3 separate regions of the Hordeum vulgare genome follow, and all the other regions are linked to region 1. A link is a contact called in public Hi-C data. All regions are on one chromosome and are shown on one strand. Each heading gives the region's core, a stretch centred on a gene start, on an enhancer-like site or on the middle of the called end of the contact. The rest is flanking DNA. Distances are from core to core; before and after follow the strand shown. Region 1 has its middle 4.3 kb from the start of LOC123426404. Region 2 has its middle 420 kb from the start of LOC123426404. Region 3 has its middle 330 kb from the start of LOC123426404.

Region 1 (3,513 bases), core at 742-3,241:
ATCAAGTATAGCATGGCATGGACTAAACATGTAATCTACCTAACTAACGAGGCAAAGATCACAGCAACAACTTAAACAGCTTACTGTTACCGAATATCGACTTACTCTCTTGTGAGTTGTCCACAACCATCGACATACTCATAATCTAATCTGAACGGATCAAAATCCCATCACATGGTCACCGGACCATTGATCATATAGCTTTCCCTTGGCTAGCATATCGTATACCTGTCATCTTATGTTGCTCACACAAGATGAGTTCTACCATCATTACTAACATTGATACGGTTGACCATCTACTGAGGTCTGATCAGGCTATCCATTACCGTGGACTCGGCTATTCGAATAGGTCTGACACTGTGCAGAGGTTGCACACTTTACCCACACTTTGGAGCACTAACCTCGTTATCCCATTCAGGTGGACCAGCATTGCTCCAAGGAAACTTTCCTCACCCGTGACTCTCTCAACGTACCACCGGCAACCACTTTCCTTCGGAGTCTTCCCCTGGGTGGCCATGTGTCCTCATGACACCTGCCACTGCTGTGGCCAAACTAATTGTCCCAACCGGGCACGGGTACCCAAACAACTTAACTGGGCTCACAGGATTATCACCACCTACCTGATCAGGGTAGCGCGCGTGCATAACCCTCCCTCTTTGGAGGTACCGGTGAGAGATCACGCGATCAGCTCAAGTCACGGTCGTCCCATATCGGCAAGAGGTGGTTGTACGATAAAGCCCGGACAGGTGACTCGAGATCAACACACTAAGTTTACTTTATCAATATGTTTATCAAGCTTGTCTACTTAAAAACTCATCATGATAATAGTGGTGAATGCAATAGCAATGATAAGAACACTATAGACTATTTCTATATCATGAACCATTAATACCACAGGATGTGAATAGCAAATTATTACTTCACATGTTTTATCTATAACTGAGATCCTCGGCACCCTCGCATAAACTTAGCAAATAAATCGGTAGCCACCAGAACGGTTGTTACACACATATCTGGGACATTACCGGAATAACTCAACCCCGACCCAAGACGGCTGGAAAGCAGCTCAGAGCATGAGGCGGTGTTGATAAGAAGAATGTGGGAGTTCCCTAAGACGACATAATGACAGCTCAGAGCATAGGGTCACTACCACGGAAAGAAATTCAACAGTTGTTCGTGACGGCCGAAAAGCAGCTCAGAACATGAGCTAACTGCTGACAAGAGAAGTATAAAGTTGGCATCCACCCCGGACGGCCGAAAACAGCTCAGACTCAGGCATGGTGCCACTATTAAAGAAAATGCGAGCAAGGGTTCGTCGGCAATCTCACATATTACATTGCTTAATCACGAACCTCGCAAATTAACTATGCAAGAGCATTTCAAAGCAAAGCGTGAGGGCATGTATTACATGACAATTACTGTAAGAGAATGTACTACTGCTGTCTCCGTTGCATGCAAACACAGAGTAACAGTGTTACAGGGTAAACACACTTGGTGCAAGCAGAGCTATCACGCATATCCGGAGCTTATGATAAGAGGTTGGCTTGCCGGGGGGGTCGACGAATACACCGTGAAGAAGCACACTATGACACCGAGAAGATTTACCGGAGAGGGTTCTATCTCGAAGGGCTCGGTTGGAGGGCAAGGGCAAAACTGTCATTTCTACTGTGCAAAAATATCATGAAAATAATATAATCGAGATGGGCTCGACGAGACGAAGACGTGAGCGCTGGTTTTACCTCAATCGGAGTTACGGTTGAAAAGTTATGGACGTTCATTCGTTAGGCAGAAATCAAATAAAAACTTATTTGTTTCTGATCTTAACCAGTGAACGTTCACAATAAAAGCAGTTCAGCCGGCGGGGTTTTAAAATAGAAAGCGTGTTCCTGGGAATACGCTTTCACCAAATAGAAAGTGCATCCCAGGGAAGGCGCTTCCACTTAAACCATGCGGGCCCAGGGATTGACCTCCTTTCTCTCACAGACAGTGGGCGCCTTATCCACTCCCTCTCTCACTGGCGGGTGGGGACCGCCCCTTCTCTATCTCCTCTCCTGGGCCTTCTTCTACCTCGCAATGCCGGATAGAGAGGACCGAGCCGCCGGTGCGGCCGGCAACTGGAGGCCACGAGAGGGCCGGCCGGCGGGAGGAGGGTCTCCGCCAGCCCATGTCGCGCTTGCTGGTGCCCACGAGGCCACTGGTCCTGCGCCACAGCGCCGGCGCCACGAGCCGGGCACGGCAGCCGGTGAGCTTCGAGGGGAGCCAGCGTAGCGGGACCTCTCTTGCGGAAATAAGGGCGACATCAGCCAGGAGAGTCCGAGGGGGTGCTCTGACTGAGGATAGGGGAGAGGGGGAGGACCGTGGGGCTGGAATCACCACAAAAATCCCGATGGGGCACTCGACCATTGGACAGGCAAAGAGATCCATGAGCTCAATTAGGAGGGGGAACTGGGGCTGCTGGTGCTTGCGAGCTCGGGGAAGGGCTAGGGCACACCTTAAATAGCCTCAGTAGGGAGCCCTCGCGATTCCGGAAGAAGCTCCGAGAATCCATGGCGGGATTCCCTTATGTGCACACCTGCAGGGGCAAGAGGACGAGGGGGAGAGCGTCCCAGAGTGTTCACACGTGCCGGGGGAAGCTCTACGACACCCCTGGGACAGCTTAGAACCAGCTGGAGCGAAGCTCCCGTCGACCTCAATGCACAGAGCTTAGTTTTGGCACGCTCTATCCATGGTCACCACGTGGCCATGGCCTTGCCTTGTCTCTCAAGCTGTCACACCATGTTTAGGATGTTCCCCAAGCAACACTGAGCTGCACTATGCATCTGGATAACCATGAGGGGCAATGAGGTGACCAAACCAAAGTCAAACAGTCTCCAACAACAACGTGTTTATGATGTGGTGTGGCCACCACAGTGCACCTCTTGGCGTGATGTTTGGCTGAGGTTGACCACTCACTATGGTCACTATACTCGTAAAAATTCAGCACAATCCAATATGTCTATGGGGTACTTCCTTTGTAACTTGGCATACTGACCAGAAATGAAGAAGATGATGCTGGGGTCAAATGTCTAAATGGAAATGGCTGAAATTTGGAGGACACTCATGATTTAGGCATATAAAGGCACTGACAAAGTTTCATACCATTTTCATAAATATAAATGGTACTTCCTTCACACTGCTCCAATCTGAACATAATCTTAAATAATTGGCTGGGGAAGAATGGGGTGATGAACTGGGCTAAATTTTGGTGGACAAAGATGATTTAACATGGTGAATTAGTCTACATAATTTCAACTCAAGGGAAACAAGGAATCAAGCACTTCCTTCACAAACAAAAGATCTGGACAGAATTTGCAAAGGGATATTGTGCTCAATTTTTGAATTGGGGAACTTGATATTTGAGTGGAAATTATGAACATATGGATATGAGAAGCTCCACAAAATATTTGAGATTTTTACTAGCTACCAAAATGGTACTTCCTTTGTAAAGTATCCAAAATGCTATATTGGCATAAA
Region 2 (3,513 bases), core at 732-3,231, 430 kb after region 1:
TAGAAGCTATGGTGCTACCACAACAAGAAGATCTGGCCCTTTGCCTTCCGCGAGGGCGACCCAGTGCTCCGGATGGTACATCCAATAGCAGGTCAGCACAACAACGCGTGATATCTCATAGACGCATAGAAGTCGCAGAAGTGCAAGTGGGACGGCTTCGGCGAGTAGACGAAGCGCACGTGGAACGTGGCGCTCCTCCGCCCATTTTACACCTCAACCAGTGTATGTATGTATCCCCTAACCTTTTGGGTCTAACGAATGCAGCACGTACCCTGGGGGACACTTTGGGGCTACCTTTTCATCGTCTCTCTCGAGCGCACCTATTTTACGCATTAGGCCTCTTCTCTCCACTTCTAGCGTCCGGGTCCAGCTCGCCAGACCCGGGGGCTCATCAGCTAGTCCGCCTTCCTCTCTCAAGCGGGCCTAGTAGTGTGCGTTACTACAAAACTTAATTCTTTGCTCTAACCACAAACCGGTCCCCGAATGTCGGTTGGCGAGAGCTCAGGATTGAAAGCGTCCCCACAGAAAAAACGTCTAAGGAAGTGCGGCCAGCTCGGACTCCCCGACCTATCCTCAACCGGCCTCTCTCGCCCTCGTCCTAGCTCAAGTCTCAAAACCCTAAGTAACCCGTCGCCTCCCCCAAGGCCAAGGCCCCATCCTAGTCACAGACTGGCTCCTGACTGTCTAGTTGGTGGGGTAGAAGCTGGGGAAGGAGGCATGAGAAAAAAAAGTAAATAACGAAGGTAACGGATGAGCCGACACTTAAGAATTGTTTAAAAGGTAAATAACGAAGGCAACGGGTGAGCCGACACGCAAGAATTGTTCAAACCAAGACATGCATATATTCATAAAAGATAAAAGGCCCACGTCCCTGAGTTCAATACAGTAAAACTACACCCCTAGTGTGTGGACTTGAGTACTCGCAAAAAGTAGGAAAAGAAAATTTTAATTGGTGGAGGCGTTGTCTGCTCCAGCTCGTACCACGTCGGTCGTAGCACCAATGTCCGCCTCCGCCATGGCATCGGTGTACACATCGGCACCGGAGCCGGTCCCTTCATCACATGTTTTGTTGGCACTCCACTCTGGGTCGTCGAAGGCCAACAGGTAGTCATCCTCCGGGACCAAGGTGCCATCAGCGGTCCGCTCCACGACATACGTGTCCCAGGAGGCCAAGGAAGCAGAGGCTATCCACGCATTGACCCGCCTTGACCCAGCCTCCAGCCACCGCGCCAGCCGGTTCATGGAGAGGGGCTGCACCACGTGTGCCAGAGGGTGCGAACCAGACCCAGGCCAGCGGTCTGGAGCTGGTGCATTACAGGCACCACCATCTTCACGTGATCCTTGGCAGCAACCCCAACCTCCTCCATAGTTCAGCCGACAAGTGGCCCAATATGGACATGTTCAGCACCCGCTCCTCTTGATTGGCCTCTACGTCCGTCTCCGCTGCCCCCTGTGTCTCGGGAAATACCTCTGGGTGGAGAAGGCACGCGAAGAACAAGAAGCCGAATCCAAAGCCAAGCAAGACTAAGGTGGTGTTTCTTTCCCACGGACTAGACCTTTTGTAGTCCGAGGAACTTAAAAAAAATCCCTTCAACAAAGTCTTTTTTAGTTTTTAAAAAAAAGTCCCTTCTGTTTCTTTATCTATGAACTAAAAGGGACTTTTTAGTCTATTCCGTGGACAAAAAAACACCACCTAACAATACAGGAAAACTGACGAGCGATAACGTGGTCGATCTGGTGTGCCTCCTGCCCGGTCCATCTCCGACCAAGCGCATGCTCGCCGGTTGCATTCGTCCCTCGCCACGCGCCTCCCCAAGAGCCTTCTGCAGTAGCGCTTCTTTGATTGCCAGCGCGTGGCGATGAACCTTGCCAGCCGGTCCATCTCCCCCCTAGTGGGCCTCTTGCAGTTGCCTCCTCTCCTCCAACTGGTAGCCCGCCTCCTCAAGTAGCCGGCTCCACTCTACGGACAGGTGTACATGCTTCTCATCGGCTTTGGCTAGCCGGCCACGAAGGGTGTCTGACTCAACGACAAAGGGTGCATGATGCAAACGCGCTACAGTCAGCTCCCTTGGGCAAAATAAAGAAGAAATTACAAGCAATTACATACCCTGCGCATGCTCCTCGTCGGCCTCCTTGGCGGCTAGCCGACCCTCTTTCTCATGATACAAGTCAGCCTGGACACGGTCCGGTCCCGGTCCGAGCCGGTGTTTGGACCGGCCGGCGGCGGTCCGGACCAGACAGGACCGAGCTGTCCAGCGGTCCGTATTTTCAGGACCGGCTCGAAAGTGAGCTGGCTCGGTCAGTCTTTTTAGGACTGTGAGGACCGATTGGAACATTCCTTTCAGCAGTTGTTTAGCTCTGATTTAGTTGCAATTTAGGTCCTCTTTAGCTACAACAACAGCAGTTCCTGCAGTTTAAGTCCTAGCAGCTCCTGTTTGCAAAATGTGCTAGCTAGCTTCTTAACCAAGCATACACTTGTACATTCAGTATTCCTTTGCTGTATTTTTGCAACGAATTTGTCAATGTAGAGTGCTGCCACATTGCACTACTCAACCAAGTGCAACTTACTCCATGCCGAGACAACTTTACAGTACATTACAATGTACAGAAACTTCAGAAATTACAGCAGCAGCGCGCTTGTTCCCGTGGCGAGCTTGGCGCAAAAATGGAATTGCGAGTGGACAGTGATCGCCGGAGACACGATCGAAGCGGAGGGAGACAAACACAGAAGTTTTTCCGGCGCTCGAACACCTTGTCGCGCGAACGACTTTTCTGTTTTTCACCTGATCGAGAACTCCTGAGCTGCTGCGGCGCACACACTACAACGAGGTAAGCAGCGGCAAGCCTGGAGACATGGTGGTTCATCCAAGGGCTGCCGGTGGCCGTGAAGACGAGGAACAGCGGCGGGCACTGCTTCTGCATCAGTGCATGTGCTGGTGCATACGTGTGGCGGCTAGCAGAGGGGACGGCTGCGAACAGAGGAGACGACGACGAGCAGAGGATATGGCGGAGAGCAAAGGAGACGACGACGCGAGCAGAGGAGACGGCGACGCGAGCAGAGAAGAGTGCGGCGAGCACAGAAGACCTCGGTCCTGCGAGCGGTCTCGGTTAAAGACCGGACCGGACCGACGAAGTGGCGGGCCGAAATCTGCAGCCCGGACCGGCTGGATTTTCTACCGGGCTACGACCGAGCCGGCTTGGACCGAGCGGGCCACGAGCGGGCCACGAAGCCCGCTCACCACGTACAGGCCTAGATACAAGGCCAGAAGCTTGTTGAAGGCCAGCACCTGGCGGTTGTCAAGGGCCTCCAAATAGTAAAGATGATGGGCATCGCATAAAGACTCGACCCAGCTAATTCACAATCGGCCCTAGCCTCGGGGGCTACAACCAGTGGGTGCGCTGGCGTGTCCCCCACTAGAAAGCATTGGACAGAAAACAAAGGCAAGGCGAATGGTTGGAAGCACGTATCATCATGGACTATTCGAGATGGACCAACTGGCCGTGGGCCTCCTA
Region 3 (3,513 bases), core at 394-2,893, 340 kb after region 1:
TATACTTCACACAACACTTGGAACTGATCGATGTTGGTCATGGAACTAGGGCCAATATCCTCAGGCCTGAGGTTGAATAAATGCAGAAGGTCACTAAAGAACTTTGAGTCATGGGCAAAAGCCTCTACCTAAGTGATAAGGAAAGATAACAACTTTTCCTTCTCGAGGCTGCGGATAAGACTATTTTTTGGGAGCTCGCCATCCTACCTCTTTTCAAGCAAGCAACAAACCTTGGATCACAAGATCCTCCGAAGTGAGTTTGGACTATTGGGACCTGACCAAGTTGCAAATTTTCATATTCTTAGGGGCCTTGGCAGGTTATGGAACAGCTACGAGGATGATAAATACAATAAGCCGGTGCCTATTATAAGTCACCACTTATGGATTATTACTCATGAAAGCAAGGCACATTAAGTTCCTACGGAAAGACATTTAACTCGGCAAAATGAGCAGAAAGACGTTTAAGCCGGTGACAAGAAGTAAGGGAGCTCGAAGGCATACTGCATCTCTACAAAAGACTTCGCAAAAATTGATGACAAACAAGTTTCTAACACACACCTTATTTGGAATGGATCTAAATAGACACGGAAAATAGAGGAATATATACTCTATACTAGCGGAAGAACAGAAACTTAAGCATTTGTATGGATCTCCTAAAGTAGTTCATTCCAGATCTATTTACCTTAAATAAAAGAAGGAGACCGCAACAAACTTATGGATGCATACAGGATAATGAGCTTATGGGTCTACAAAGCGACTGTTTGGGTGAACTCGATGTACACGGTATGAACACCACAAGGATCAAACCGTAATAAGGAAAAAAGTGTACCACATCTTGTTGAAGGAGGGATGGGGATGTCCGCGTCTACTCCGACGATAGCATGAGAGGTCCAATGGCGTAGGAGGCACCCACCAGAGGTCTCAGCATCGTCTTCGAAGTTCCGACGGTGCTTGGTGAAGAAGGCGGTCGCAAGGAAGAAGAAGAGTGGAAAGTTAACACATGGGTCCACCTCGCCTATTTATTAGGGGGAGGGAAAAAATGGCCCCATGCAGAATGGAACAATCGTGGTAAATTCGTGGCTAAGATTGCGCCTCAATTTTCATGCTAGTCCGGATTTCATGTTATTTTCAAAAGAAAAAGTTCATTTTATTACCCTAAACAAACTTGGTGGTTCACATCACCCTTTGATCTATCACCTTCACCAACGATAAACTCATACCGGACAAGAAACACCTGGGTGTTTTGTCTCCACTTGGAGCTGACGTGACGGTGGTCAACGGTGGTTCTGGCGGTGGTCAACAGGGTCGCCTCCGGCACCGAAGGCGTGTACCGAGCTGACATTAACGTGTCGTCCAGCCTAGCCCTCAACCCGTTCAAGATCAGCCCCAGCAACCAGGCGTTGTGCTTCTTGTCCAACTGCAGCGGAACGTAGCCGCGCGTGGTCGAGTATGCTGGTGTGCCCAGCTGAGGCAAGCCCATCGTCGCATTCGTGGGAGGGAGCTACGACCGTGACATCCCTCCGGCGATAAACGCCGGGAACTGCACGTACAAATTACCTGCCGGTGCTCGGGACGGAGGCGGTGGCCTCGACGGCAGCCAAATACAGCCGGCTGCTGAAGGCGGGGTTCCTGCTGGACTGGGCGGGCACAGGCGGCATCGGCGACTGCCTTGCCTACGTGGCGACCAACGGGCAGGGTCAGTACACCAACAAGCCCCAGCTCGTGACCTCCGTCGCACCCCAGCTCGTGAACGCCGGCACGCGTCGCCTTGCCCCGCACGACCGTGCACCCGCGCTGCCACATGTCGCAGGTCACCGAAAATGGGGAATCTCCCAGTCCACCTGCAGGACAAAACCACCGTTGACCACCGCCACGTCAGCTCCTAGTGGAGACAAATCACCCAGATTTTTTTTGTCCGGTATGAGTTTGATCGGGGGGTGAAGGGGACAGAAATATAGATTGGGGGGTGATGTGAACCACCAAGTTTGTTCAAGGTAGTAAAATGTACTTTTTTGCTTTTCAGAAAGATTCACTATGATGACTTTGGATGAGAACTGTTACAAGGATGACATCATACGAATATTACCCGGCATAATCTTGACCCGGGTTGGCCCAAGCTTCCTACTTCTAACATGTTTATGATGGATTTTAGCATGGATGAATCCAAACTAAATTGGTGGCTAATATCGGTTATATACCCCACGGGTATAACCCGCCCCTTTTTTAACCCGAGCTCTACTAAAGACAGTCCAACCGGAAGATGTTCATGAGAAGAACAAGGCGCAGATGGGCGGCTCACTACGTGGGCGGGCTCATTGATGTTGTGTGGACAGTTGGCTCAATATGAAGATGGAGTAAACTTTTTTTCCCTTGAGGAATAAGGAAAGGAGGAGTTAGATTAGATCACGGGTTCTTTTATAACCCGGACTCTATTGTAAACTTAAAGGCATCCACATATATATAAAGGAGAGCCCTTGATGCTAGAGAGATCAAGTAAGAAACAAGTACACCCACAAGATCTAGGCTAGTGATTCCGCACCCTTGTAATCGAGATCATTATCAATATACACACAAGCAGGATGTAGGCTTTTACCTCCGTCGGAGGGGCCGAACCTGGGTAAACTTGTTTCTTGTTCCCGATCAACCCCTTTGAGTTCCCACCTAGTTGTGATGGCTCCACACCTAAGTCCATTCAGAAGGACATCTGTTGTGACGAAACCACGACAATTGGTGAGCGTACCGGAGGTGGAATACCGATGGTACAATCACTCCCACAATAGTGGCGGAAAGCTCAGTGGGCCGATACGCATGACGAGGCACCCATGGCTTCGTCGGTCCCGCGGGATCGCGAAGACCAACACCAAGTCCTGTGGGACCGACGGGTTGAGGATGCACGAACCACAATTGAGCGGCTACGGGAGGCGCACCGTCACTCCAATGACCGTGTCGTGCCATATTTTGATGAACATGCGCCAGTGTTACATTGAAGCATACCTTACGAGGTTGGCTGCCCCATGTTCACCCACGACCTGCCGCAAGTCTGTTAGCCCTCCTCCAAAACCTTCATGTCGGACCTGCCAGAAAAATACAACGACAAGATCACCCCGTCAGAGTTCCTTGGCATATACACCCTCATGGTGCAAGGTGCCAAGGGAAGAGATGAAAAGGTCTTCGACAATTACTTTCTGTTGGCGCTCAATCTCAACGTAAGAACATGGCTCATGAATTTGTCGAAGAACTCCATCTCCTCTTGGGTAGATTTATGTAACTTGTTCATTGGTGCATACCATGCATGTCATGATACTTGCGATTTGCGTTGGGTTTTTCGTGAAGAGGAACGGGTTATGCAGCACAATATAGATAAGTATTTCCTTTAGTAGAGAACTAATGTTTGACGAACCAATAGGAGTAACAACCAACCCCATCTTCAACGACAACACACAAAGAAACAAATACTTGCACGCAACAGGGGCAAGAGGGTTATCAATCCCCTTGTACTCGTTATTTGCAAGG

Evidence for each region. A called contact is a pair of places that touch in the nucleus more often than the background predicts.
Region 2: a contact with region 1 is called in a Hi-C map of leaf, with 3 times the contacts expected there. The contact joins two enhancer-like sites. A contact is called at or near these places in 2 of 6 Hi-C or Micro-C datasets (leaf and seedling).
Region 3: a contact with region 1 is called in a Hi-C map of seedling, with 3 times the contacts expected there. The contact joins two enhancer-like sites. A contact is called at or near these places in 1 of 6 Hi-C or Micro-C datasets (seedling) and 1 of 1 datasets of contacts at active chromatin or transcription factors (embryo).

What each region holds. Positions count from the first base shown.
Region 1 is chr2H:398,209,674-398,213,186 of MorexV3_pseudomolecules_assembly, reverse strand. No RefSeq gene overlaps it. Among protein-coding and RNA genes, the nearest start is that of LOC123426404, 4.3 kb to the right of the region's middle. Within about 2 kb of position 1,991, at least 3 of the 3 cell types and tissues checked have open chromatin away from gene starts, as enhancers often do. A contact at or near this core is called in leaf and seedling, where this site is marked.
Region 2 is chr2H:397,780,954-397,784,466 of MorexV3_pseudomolecules_assembly, reverse strand. No RefSeq gene overlaps it. Among protein-coding and RNA genes, the nearest start is that of LOC123426404, 420 kb to the left of the region's middle. Within about 2 kb of position 1,981, at least 3 of the 3 cell types and tissues checked have open chromatin away from gene starts, as enhancers often do. A contact at or near this core is called in leaf and seedling, where this site is marked.
Region 3 is chr2H:397,873,586-397,877,098 of MorexV3_pseudomolecules_assembly, reverse strand. No RefSeq gene overlaps it. Among protein-coding and RNA genes, the nearest start is that of LOC123426404, 330 kb to the left of the region's middle. Within about 2 kb of position 1,643, at least 2 of the 3 cell types and tissues checked have open chromatin away from gene starts, as enhancers often do. A contact at or near this core is called in seedling, where this site is marked.